Regions from separate parts of the Gossypium hirsutum genome. Here all the other regions are linked to region 2. Evidence: chromatin contacts called from public Hi-C data. All regions are on one chromosome and are shown on one strand. Each heading gives the region's core, a stretch centred on a gene start, on an enhancer-like site or on the middle of the called end of the contact. The rest is flanking DNA. Distances are from core to core; before and after follow the strand shown.

What was found. A called contact is a pair of places that touch in the nucleus more often than the background predicts.
Region 1: a Hi-C map of leaf shows a contact between it and region 2, with 2.4 times the contacts expected there. The contact joins the enhancer-like site here to the promoter of LOC107926882 in region 2. A contact is called at or near these places in 2 of 34 Hi-C or Micro-C datasets (both in leaf).
Region 3: a Hi-C map of leaf shows a contact between it and region 2, with 3 times the contacts expected there. The contact joins the enhancer-like site here to the promoter of LOC107926882 in region 2. A contact is called at or near these places in 3 of 34 Hi-C or Micro-C datasets (all in leaf).

Annotation. Positions count from the first base shown.
Region 1 is chrA08:93,672,420-93,676,489 of Gossypium_hirsutum_v2.1, reverse strand. It overlaps the pseudogene LOC107940489. Among protein-coding and RNA genes, the nearest start is that of LOC121205267, 51 kb to the right of the region's middle. Within about 2 kb of position 1,954, at least 3 of the 9 cell types and tissues checked have an H3K27ac peak or open chromatin away from gene starts, as enhancers often do. A contact at or near this core is called in leaf, where this site is marked.
Region 2 is chrA08:93,901,061-93,905,368 of Gossypium_hirsutum_v2.1, reverse strand. LOC107926882 (nuclear transcription factor Y subunit B-5) reads left to right here and starts at 2,315. Exons shown (of 1, transcript XM_041074652.1): 1 at 2,315-2,909. The coding sequence starts at 2,341. The coding sequence ends at 2,793.
Region 3 is chrA08:93,746,416-93,750,586 of Gossypium_hirsutum_v2.1, reverse strand. No RefSeq gene overlaps it. Among protein-coding and RNA genes, the nearest start is that of LOC121205336, 32 kb to the left of the region's middle. Within about 2 kb of position 1,961, at least 9 of the 9 cell types and tissues checked have an H3K27ac peak or open chromatin away from gene starts, as enhancers often do. A contact at or near this core is called in leaf, where this site is marked.

The sequences.
Region 1 (4,070 bases), core at 705-3,204, 230 kb after region 2:
TCTCTAGCATATTTTTATATTTAATCAACTTTACAATTTCATAAGTACACATCATAAAGGAATTATGCAAGGTAACAATATTGTCTAATATTGTTACTAACTCAATCATTAAATGAACAAACATGCACCATTCAAATATTGTGTCAATTAATTACAATCTTGTTTAGATTAAATAAATAATTCAACTGCTTCCCTATAGTCATAATGCATGAGAAACATGTTCATAATTTTATTTGAATGAGTAAATTAATCAAATGCACAGAACATTTTCAACAGAGTAAATAATTTAAGCTAAGGAATTGAAATCATTTTAACACTAAAAAAATTAAGCAATCGTGATTACATTAAAAGCAGAAAACTTAAGTTGCAATCATATTTCTTGAATTGAACAAAAAATAAAAGATTAAAGGGAACGAGAATAATTACTAAGCTGATTCCAGTGGATTTCTATGGCACATCTCACTTTGCTCCTCCTTTCTTCTCTTCTTGTCGTGACTACTAAGCTCAAATTCTCAATATTGATGAAAATTGACTGCTCTTAAAATCTTTCAATGCTCTTTTAAGTGTGAGGGTGAGCAAAATTCGATTTGACTCAAAAAAATCGAAAAAAAGTTCGAATTTTGAATCATTTGAATCGAATTAATCAGATTAATTCGAATTTATTTTTCAAATTTCGAGTTAAATTTTTAAATTCGAGTAACCCGAATAATTCGAATAAACTAAATATCAAATATTTTACTTCCTTTTCCCCTCAAACCCCATCTCAAAAGTCACACCTTTTTACTTTCCCCCCAAAATTTTACATCCCCAAACGCCAAAAACCATTTTCCTTTTACTTTCTCCAATACTTTCGTCTCAAAAATTTTACTTCCCTCAAACTCTTAAATTTTTTACTCCTCTTAACCTCCCAAAACTTTTTCCCCTTTTGCTTTTCCTCAAAACTTTTACTTCCTCCTAAACCCCAATTTTTTTTCAAATTTATGTCTATTACTTATATTATTGAATTAAATTTCACATTTTTTTACTATTTATATTATTGAATTGTTTAATCATGCTAAATTTTTATCAATTTCTGTAAAAAATTGAATTATTGATGATGACATAAAATATTCAGTTAATTTTTTTTTGTATCAATTTCATATTTTATTTTTAAATAAATTTTATTAAAAAAACACGTTTTTTATATTTAATATATTTTTTAATTTTCAAATACATGATAACCAGAATCAGAAAATAATTGAAGCAACTAAGTAAGCAAAAAAGTTAACCTGTATATAAAATATTAATAAATAAATTATGAGTGGGTGAAAGCTAATAACAAATTTGATTACGGTAGGCAAATTTGATTATGGTAGGTGAAAGTAGCTACAAGAACCCAAAGTTATTTTTTAATTTTCGAACAAATATATTCGATTCGATTTGATTTGAATTTCATCTCACTCAACTTGATTAAAAAAAATTCAAATCGAGTTAGGATGATAAAATAAGATTTATCAACTCAATTAACTCGAATTTTTTTCATTCGATTCGATCAAACGCTCAAACTTACTTAAGTGGAGTGAAAAATAGGAGAAAAGATGATGAATGGTGGATGATTGAGTGATTGATGAAAGACTTCTTATTTATACTAGAAACGCTCCAACATCCCCTAGCTATTTTTAGCCCCAAATCCCTTGATTTTCTCTCTAGAGGTGGCCGAAGGTGGGTGGACGATCATGCTGTTTTGGGAAGGATGTTAATTGATTTATGCTTGATTCAAGGGAAGAGTTGCTTGATTCCCTCATGGTTGATTGGTGGTTGAATTGGTTGATTACCAAGTTTTCATGGACAGTTTGGGCTCATTCCTTCCGAATGGACGATTTGGGCTCTTTCGATCTTGTTGGGTTATCCAGTTTTGTTGACCCACTTAGGAGCTGGGTCAAGAGTTGGGTCAAGAGGAATTCTAAAGTCCAATTATTATAATTGGGGCATCCAAGGATGGTAATATATCAGTCCACATCGTGTAGGTCCTTTGCTACATAGACGTTGCAGCGTTAGGCATCAAAGTGTGCATTTCAATCCCTTTCCTCTTCTGAGTTTATTAGGCACTTTTAGGACTGAAAATCAATTTTAGCATATAAATTAACAAAAATGAATTATTTCAAATAAATTGAACAATAAATAGAAATTAAAAAATTACTGTAGAATTTGTTATTAGACACCCCGAACTTGAATGAATTTGAAAGTAAATAGATCTTAAAATAACTATATTTTGGAGTTATCAATTGATCAAGTAAGAGGTGAAATACATGAATTTTGTTTGATGTGTGAAAGTTGTCAGTAAGATAGTAGAATAGAAGTTGTGTGAATTGTCTTTAGGCGCAATAATGTGAGGCAAGTTAACGTACAGTTTCTATGAATACAGCTCTATAATTCCGAGAGCATTCTAATTATAGCTGTTTATCCTTTGTGTAGAAAGTGCAACACGAGTTGTTGGTTGTATACGTTAACCAGCTACTTGAAAAGGAGGATTCAGGGATCAAGGTTTTGTTTAGAGATGATAAGGTAAAATTTGCTCAACCTTGTCTCTTTGCAAGAAATGTTTACTCTTCTCGCTGTTTATTTCGGTAACTGTGTAGATCAGGAAATTACTTGGCTTACTTTATGCTCTGTAGGTGGATGATCTTTCTAGGACGTACAGGGTTTATAATAAAATATCTCAAGGCCTGGATCTTGTTGCTAATGTATTCAAGCAGGTATGAATTTCTGTTTACTTGTTCTGCAAGCTAAATGACCGTCTTTTCATGTTACTTCACAGCTTTACTGACTCTTTCTGAGTTTTTTTTTTTCTTTTGCAGCATGTTACTATTGAGGGTACAGCCTTTGTTCAACAGGCAGAAGAGGCTGCAAGTAACCAGGTTAATTTGTTGTTGCCCTTCTCTTATAGTTACAAGTATAATTGCTGGATACAATTACTGATGTCGTTTTGTAGTAAGGATTACTGAAGATTTGTATTCTTGTGAGGATATCAAATCTATTCTTTTGTACTAACATATTGAGTGCAAAACAGGAAGAGTAATGTTTAAGCATAAACCTGGCTCTCTTTTTTTTATCTATTATTTTGTTTATGCACCTGAGTGAAAAATGGATGATACATAATTTATTGTTTCGACTACTCAACGTGCCCATCTCTAAATGCTGATAGTCAATCATTTTCACAGGCCTCAAATACTCCTAGCGGGCACGAACAGGTAAAATTTCCAACTTTTAAGCTATGGATACTCATGGATTCACTTCAGATGTTGAAAATTAATATTGTTATCATCATCGTCAGGTTCTTGTAAAGAATATACTTGAGCTGCATGATAATTATATGACATATCTGAACAGCTGCTTTCAAAATCATAATTTGTTCCACAAGGTTTGCTGGAATACCTAAATTTTTTAATATGGATCATGTTCAATCATTTCATCTGACACAAGCTTTGTCGAAATGTTCAATAGGCCTTAAAAGAGGCTTTTGAGGTATTTTGCAACAAAAATGTTTATGGCAGCCCAAGTGCAGAGATTTTGGCATCTTTCGCTGATCATATCCTCAGGAAGGGTGGGAGTGAGAAATTAAGCGATAAAGTCATTGAAGAAACACTTGAGAAGGTGGCTTTATCGACCGTCTGACGCCAAATTTGTGCGGACCAGAAATTGGTTCTAAGCTATTCGTTTTGTTTCTGCAGGTAGTTAAGTTGCTGCAATATGTCATCGATAAGGACGTCTTTGCTGAATTCTACAGGTGAGGTTATTATTATTATTTGTTGATTAGTATTATATGTACATTATAAAACAAATGTAATGGCATGAATTTATGTGGTGCATTTTGATCCTAACTTCATGGCGTGCAATCATTGACAGGAAAAAACTTGCTCGGCGACTCCTTTTTGACCGCGGTACTAATGATGATCAAGAAAGGAGTATTCTGAGTAAGCTCAAACAGCAGTTCGGTGCACCGCTCACCTCAAAGATGGAGGGCATGGTCTGATAGTCGGTCTGGTTTTTGCCTATTTTATTCGATTTCATGGTTTACAGTTCTAATTGTG
Region 2 (4,308 bases), core at 1,066-3,565:
AAAAAAACTCTTATCTAACACTTAAAAGGTGTTAGTTTATACTTTGTCATTCCTTTTCTTCAATAATATTATAATGATAAAGAAAATTTTTTAAACTTCTTTAGAATTTAATTAAATTTATTAATAGATGATATCATAAAATTTACTGAGTGAATGCATTAAATATGAATCCACTAAATGTTGTAAATTTTAATCAAAGAATTAGATTACTAAATTTAAGTTTCATTTTCTAAATAATTGCTTGTGAACTTTAAGTATCACATGTTTTATTTATTTTGCTAGAATCCATATACGCTTTAATTAAGTGCCCATGATCTTAATTGAGACATGTTATCCCATTGCATAATGATTTTCAACAAATTTAGCCTACTTGTCCAAGAGATCAACAAAAGAAATGCTACAAATACCTTTGTTAAACCTAGGATTTAGTCCATTGACAAAGCCATAGTAGCCAAGGATAAGGCATAGCTTAATTGTTAGATACATTCTCTACTAATTTTTCTATTGAATAGTGATTAATGATTTGTGTTTAAATATTTAATTGATATTAGTTTTGTATTTAATCCTTAGATAACAGTTTTTCTTACCTTTGCTAAAAAAATGGGACAAATTAACATTTAATCCCTAAGTTTGACAGTTTTTTTTACTTTGGTTCTTTTTTTTGTCTATATTAATTTGGATTTTGATAAAATTTCTTAATTTAGTTATTAAACTTGGATTATGTTAAAGTGTGATTATGTAATTCTCTAAAATTATGCCATATCAAGACCTAAATTTTATTATAATTTCTTAATACTTAATTATTTTTTAGATTTAATTTTAATACTCTTTATTTAAATTCAAAGACTTAATTACGAAAAGCTACCAAGGTATATTTGTACACTAAATGATGCTTTATCCTCCAAGAATCTTCACTAATTTTTTTTCTTTCTCTTATAAAGATGTATACAAATTTATATAACCCAAAACACATTTTTAATATTTATAAAAAAATTACCACTAAAAAAAATTCTTAATTAGCATGCAGCGCATCAAATATCTTCTCTAAACTATTCATCATCCAAGGTCTTCTTTTCTTTCACAAATATTCAATTTTGTGAGACAACAATGATTGATTCCAAATGAACAATAAGAATATAATAAATTATAATTAGTTTACATAAGCAAACCCACTTTCATCATTAATAAATAAATAATTAAGTTAAAACCTCACGCTTAGTACTATATATAGAATGCAAGCTTGAATTAATAACTAAACAAAAATCATATACATACACATGACATGCATATGTAATGTGATTCATCATTCATCAAGATTAATGGCCTTAATAATTTACTTACTTTGGTCATCATAGGGCTATACGTGGCATTATATACCAAGTCCAGAGTTTCAGGATCGTGTAACCCGAACCACATGACTTCACAACATAAACAACTATTAAAAAAAGTGAAACAATTTCATGTCGTGTAGTGTGACATAAATAATCTCAAGTACGAAAAACCCTAAATTAGTAGGTAATCCAACTTTATTAGTGCTTTAATTTAGAATTAATTTTGTTGCAGCTATGGCAAGAACCCCACACGTGCATATCTTTAAGTCCACACATTTCAAATTTTCAGATTTTTCTATTTATAATATTTATTTTTTTTGAGTTCCAACCTTATTGAGAGCAGACTATGAAGAGGGACCATTGTCTGTAAGTGATAAGTTTTGAGTATTTTTCTTTATGCCTTTTTAAGGTTTAGTTTGCTCCCACGATCCCCTACTCTTACGAATATTTAATGTATTATTAGTACTTATCTAATATTAATAAATAATAATATAACACTTTATTATTAGTGAAATAAAAATAATAATAGAGAAATTATAAAAAACTCTAACTTGTAAACTCAAACCCTAAACGTAATGTGTGATTTAAATTTTAAATCCTTTACCATAAACATTAAACTCGAAATTTAAAATCTGAACAAATCGTAATAAGTATAATCGACATTTACTTATGTTTAAATAAATCTATATATTAATATATATTTATAAGTTCTCAAATATTTTTTATTTTACTTAATAATGATTTTTCATATTATTAACTGATAATGTATAAAATATTATTTTTTAATAAGAAAATCAAATCCACACCAACAATGCTTTGTATTGGTTGATCGGTTTATATCATGAATTGTCATGTAGTCGAATAAATTTTACCATTTTACTATTTATATGTATATAGATGTGTGTATGTATATAAATAAGTATGAGCCTATATAATAGCAAATTAGCAGTTAGAAGAGACGTGTCTGAGTTTAAGAGGTATAATTTTTTTTTTTTTGCTTTTAATAGAAATGGCTGATAAAATAGGGATTAATAATTTAGATAGTGAAGGTCTTAAGTACAACTTTGCCACAGGCGCTGCTAGTAGTGTCCTCTCAGGCGAGGATGGCATCATCAAGGAACAAGACCGGCTGCTTCCGATAGCGAATGTCGGCCGGATCATGAAGCAGATCCTACCTCCCAACGCCAAGATCTCCAAGGAAGCCAAAGAAACCATGCAGGAATGCGTGTCGGAGTTCATCAGCTTCGTCACCGGGGAGGCATCCGAAAAGTGCCACAAGGAGAAGCGGAAGACGGTTAACGGGGACGACGTTTGTTGGGCACTGGCAACGCTAGGGTTTGACAACTACGCCGAGCAATTGAAGAGGTATTTGCATAGGTATAGGGAACAAGAAGGAGAAAGAGTTAGCCAAAATAGGGCTATCGAGAGGAGCGATAGCTCTCTTGCAACAAGGCCCTTTTGAAAGGGACAATACTACAATAAAATTAATATTCAAAAACTTGATTTTTACATTAAGCACTCTGTGTTTCTCTGACGTTTGTTTTCTGAATTGAGTAATATCAGCTTTAGAATTGTTGAGGTTTTTTTTTTCCTTTAAATTTATTTGCAGGTATTTTGTTTAAAGTTTAAACCACAAAATTGGGATTTTGTGTACGAAAATTTTAGGGTTTGTTTTATGCTTCTTCTTGCTTTCTTTCTTTTTTGGCTTACTTAAATTTCGATTTTGATCTGATTTCTTCGACTGTTTTTGACTACTTTGAGTGTTCTTCATTGGCACCAAAGAGTAAAGACTACTAATTTCAACTTTCAAGCTTGTTTTTTATGCATATTGTGGATGTTGGATCAAAATTTGAGGATTATATCCGATTTAGATTTCAAATTTAATAGAGAGCTGAGCAAATGCCTAGTGTAGCCATTTCTTCATTTACCCTTTGGAAATAGTCAATTAGTCATACTTATCCAAGGTTAGGGTTTGTGTCTGAAAATCCGAGATCTTGGGACCACAGTAAGTATTTGGACATTTCTTTGTTTTGTCGTGAAAACCCCGCATCAGGTCTCGATCATGATGCAAGCAATTAATATATATTAATGTAAATAATATTCAAAGGGATTGAATATATAGTTTTCCTGCAACTGAGGATGATTGAGAGATGGGTTGATGCAGAAAAATGAATTAGAGAATTAATAAAAACATAGGAGCTGAGTAAGTAATGGTTTCTAGGGTTTGTCATTTGGAACTTCTTGTGTTTAAATTAACCGTTTGAAAAGATACCTGTCTGAAAGAAAAACAAAAGTAAAAGATTCTATTTGATTCTTTTTTTCTTATTTATTTCAGACAAGCAACAAATTTATTGTGAAAACCTAGACAAACAGCCCCTTCGAACCCTAACATAACATCTTTTAATTTGCTTTCTAATGAAATTTCTTTTCTTAATTAATTGTCAACTTCCCTTGTCTTCTTCGTTCATTTAATCAATTTAGACTAACGGGTAACTTAAATTCAATTAGGTAAAGTTTAGTAACTAAAATTTGGATTTAGATCAACCCCATGTGATGTCATGACAATTAGAATATTTACCGTCTCAAGTGTGGTCTAGATTCGAGTCGCGTTAGTCGTGTTTATTATTCGGGTTTTACCTATTCTTATAATTCACTAAAAACAAAATTTGGATTTAGATTTAAATTTTAAAATTTAAAATTTGAAATTTATAATTTATGAATTTATTATTTCTCAATTTATTTTTTAGATAATTCCAATTTAGATTGAGATTTCAACTAATTTTAAGCTCTAAAAACATTTTATTAAAATTTAATTATTTAGGAGGATTTTGATTGAGCTGTTGAATTAATTTTTTAATGATTTATTTTATAGATTGGACGAACCAATAGTACTAGTCAAACCGATCAAATCGGTTGAATTGATTGACCAACAAAATATCACTTTCTATTTTTATATTTTTATAATTTTTTTGGGTTA
Region 3 (4,171 bases), core at 712-3,211, 150 kb after region 2:
CTAACTTATCTCTCGACTTCATTTAACCTAGATTACTTCCTAAGGAAATTAATTTTAGGGTTTAAGATCAAATAAATTTATACCAACTAATTCGTATAGGAAACCCTCATTTTTCCATTAGTCACTCCCACATCCACTTGTTAATCTCCCTAAAGGAGTTAGTCACTCATTGATTCAATAACCATCTTCATCATAATTAAATTAATCATGCAAAACACACAAATTAAATTAAAATGAGAGGCGGATAGAAATTGATCCGTTTAATAAACTGGATGTGCTTGGATCTGCGAAAGCCTTTAACAGTTGTCGAGATATTTTTCTTTGCAAGAGGAATGTAAAAGAAGATTATGAAAATACTAAATAACGAAGACATGGGCTCAAATCGAATCCAAGTCGAAGAATAAGAAAATAAAACTATTTTTAAAAGAAATAAACTAAATTAAAATCTTAAATCTACAAACTAAGCCCTAAAAATGGCTTGACCAAAAGCTCTCAAGCTTAACCTATGTTTAACTATATATAGGCAAGTTAACAATCCAATTTAGGTCAAATACAAACCTTAATAAAATATAATTTCAATATTTTAGGTCTTGTTATCGTTTAACTTAAAATTCTTTTATCAAATTCATTGGTGCGATATTTTGAAATTAAAAAAAAAAACTCACTTTAATTAAAAAAATTTACTAAAAAAGTAAATTATGGCTTCTGCTTTTACAGTTTCATCTGATGACCGGACCTGTATCGAAACATTCACTGATGAAGAATGCAACACCAAAAAGGTCAGATTCAAAGAGGTGGGAAAAGATTCAATAGACAATATGGTGGTTGACATGATTCCAATCAAAGAAGTTTCTTGGAAAAAGAAACCTATGGGAAGGAATGTTTCTGAATCCGGTGATGTTATTTTTAATGGAGGCTTCGTCATTGAAGAAGGTGACATTCTTCGATCCTCCATTAATGGAATCCCTGCCATTGACTTCTCGGAGCTTATAAGGAATTTTTTAGTTAGGGATATGGAGACTATCGTAGTTGTCAAGCTGTTAGGATGGAACATAGGTTACGGGGCGTTACACAATCGTATTTCTAGCCTTTGGAAACCCTCTCAACCTTTTCATCTGATGGATATCAAAAATGGATATTTCCTTGTCCGTTTCCAATGCAGGGTAGACTATGACCTGGCTCTGACTCAAGGTCCATGGATAGTGTTTGGTCACTATCTAACTGTTCAGCCTTGGACAATTGAATTCGATCCACTGAAACCTTTTCCAAATGTGGTTACGGCCTGGATTCGTTTCCCAGGATTGCTGGGCTTCCTGTATAAGAAAAAGATTTTAGAAGAGATAGGGAGCTTAGTTAGACAAGTAATGAAGTTAGATTTCAAGACGGACAGTGGGGCTAGGGGTCAATTTGCAAGAATGGTTGTGTCGATTGATCTGCATAAGCCACTTATTTCTCAAGTATCGATCAATGGCCGGATCCAAAGAGTTGAATTTGAAGCTCTTCCCACGGTATGCTTTCATTATGGAAAATATGGTCATTTAAAAACTTCTTGTTCTTCTTTTTTGGCAGAACAGAGCATACAAGGAGAGAAGGAAGATGTACCTGTGACGGCGGACAAGGACGTAGATCCAGTGATAGTGATTGACGCTTTTGGTCCATGGATGGTAGTTCAGTGCAAATCTAGGCGTACTCCAGTCGGAAAGCCGAATCAACATGCAAGTTTAACGGAAGAAAATCGTGATGGGTCAAGATTCATGGCTTTAATTTCTGATGATAATCAATTGACAGATTTGGGGGTTGAAAAATCAGGGATTAGAAAGTCACGGGCTGAAACTTCGGGGTTGAAGGAGGTTGTTTTTAAAAAAGGTGATTTTATTAGGAATTTAAAAGAGAATAGGCCTGGGGGTTTTTATGGACAGCGGGCTAAAGATAATATGGGAAAGGAAATAATGGGTCATAATAGTCGTATTGGGCTGAAGGATAAGTCTAGTGGGCCAGTTCTTTTGGAAGTTGAACATGGTAACACTAGGAAAGGTCTGGCGATTGGAGGCTTAATTTTAGGAAAAAATATCAGTCTAAATTCTGATGGGTCTCAATCATTTTTAATAGACAAGCAGGATTTAAATGATTCAGGGATTCTAGACCGCGGAGCACAGACGGGTCCGTCACCAATTTTACAAAATAAAAGCTCCTCACTGCATTTTAATCCTACATTTGAAGGTCCTTTTGAATCTGAGGTGGTATTAAATTCTAGCTTGTTAGATCCCAAAAGACTTTCGGCTGTTACTTTTAAAGGAAATTCGGATCATCATGTCATAACAAAAGGGTCAAATAATGGACCAAGTGATGCGAATATCTTATCCGTTCCTTCAAAAGGCCATGGTCTTGATAATAAAAAATGAAGTGGGCGAAGTGGTCGAGCTCTAAATAAGACAATTCGTGGACGTAGGGGACTTTTTAAAATTGCTGGAAATTCCCGTGTCTCTCTCCCTAATGCTATGAATTCCATGGCAAAGCTTATTGGTGAGTAAGTGGAGGCTCTTTCTGATACGGTCATTACCAACAATGAGGGAGATCAAGCTTCCATTTGGCCTTTGAATGGGTAGTACTCATTTTTTAATATTTTAGTTATGAATTTAACTATTTTTTCTTGGAATTGTCAGGGTAGTGCTAGTTCGAAGCTTATTCGGGTTTTTCATGAGTATAATCGTGAACATAAACCCGATTTGATCAGCCTTATGGAAACGAGGGTCAGTGGGATAAAAGCTGATTCGATTATTGCGAAACTTGGTTTTCAATACTCACATCGAGTAGAGGCAGTGGGTTTTTCAGGTGGTATTTGTATTGGTTGGAAAGAATCTATTTGTATGGAGATTCTAAAAAATCATTCGCAATTTGTGTTAGTCAGAAATTCTGGTACCTCTTTTAGTAAACCTCTTCTGGTTACTTTTGTGTACGCCAGTACGAATCAGAGAAATGAAGAATTTTATGGGAGGTTTTGTGGAGAACTATTCCAGCGGACGGGGCTCTATAGATGGCGATTAGTGACTTTAATGTTATTCTTTCTCCTACCGAGAAGAGAGGGGGTCGGTCACTAGGAAAAAAATGCCCATTTTTTGATAAACTTATGGATTCCGCTTTGTTGCAAGATTTAGGCTTTAGAGGTCTGCAATTCACTTGGCAGAGAGGGGGGTTATGGAGCGGCTGGATAGGGCTATTTGTAATAACGCTTGGTGTACTCTTTTTCCTAGTTCTCTTGTGACTTACTTGCCACGACTTAAATCGGATCATAGACCCCTTAAACTATCTTTGATGCCTAACTTTCTTTCCTCGCAAAGGCGTTCATTTAGGTTTTTAGCAGGTTGGGTTCTCCAATTTTGTTAAAGAAAATTGGAGGCTTTCTACTGATATGCCGAAGATACACTCCGAGTTTACTGATCTAGTCAAAAGATGGAATAAAAATGTGTATGGCCATATTCCTACCCGAAAGAAGTTTTTAACTAAGAAACTACAAAACATTGAGATCGAACGTAACAGAAATAACTCGGCTTTTCTCAGACAAGTTGAAATAGAAGTTAGAGAAGATTTGGATAATGTTTTGTATCATGAGGAAATTCTCTGGCCTCAGAAAGCTCGTTGTGATTGGTTAGTCTTAGGAGATCGCAACACCAAATTTTTTCATACCCGTACTTTGAGAAGAAGAAAGCAGAATCTAATCACTACTTTAAAAAACGAGCTGGGGGAATGGATCATGGATGAAGAACAACTTAAGACTGAAGCTGTCAATTTCTTTAAAGATTTGTATGGTGATCATCCTGGACCAATGACTGGTTTACCGACTAGCGCCTTCCCGCCCCTCACTGATGAGGATTTGAGGTTTCTTAATAATCTAGTTTTTGATGAAGAAATTAGAGTTGCTTTGTTTGACATGGCTCCTCTGAAGGCTTCAGGAAGTGATGGTTTTCACGCACTTTTCTACCAAAGTCAGTGGGACCATGTTGGCATTTCCATTTGCAGTTGCGTTAAGAGTATTTTTGCTGGTAAAAGTATTGATGCGAAGTTAAATAATTCGCTTATTGTTCTTTTACCTAAAATCCAAAATCTGGAATGCTTTGCTCAGTTTTGTCCAATTAGTTTGTGATCTGTTCTTTATAAACTGGTTATGAAGATT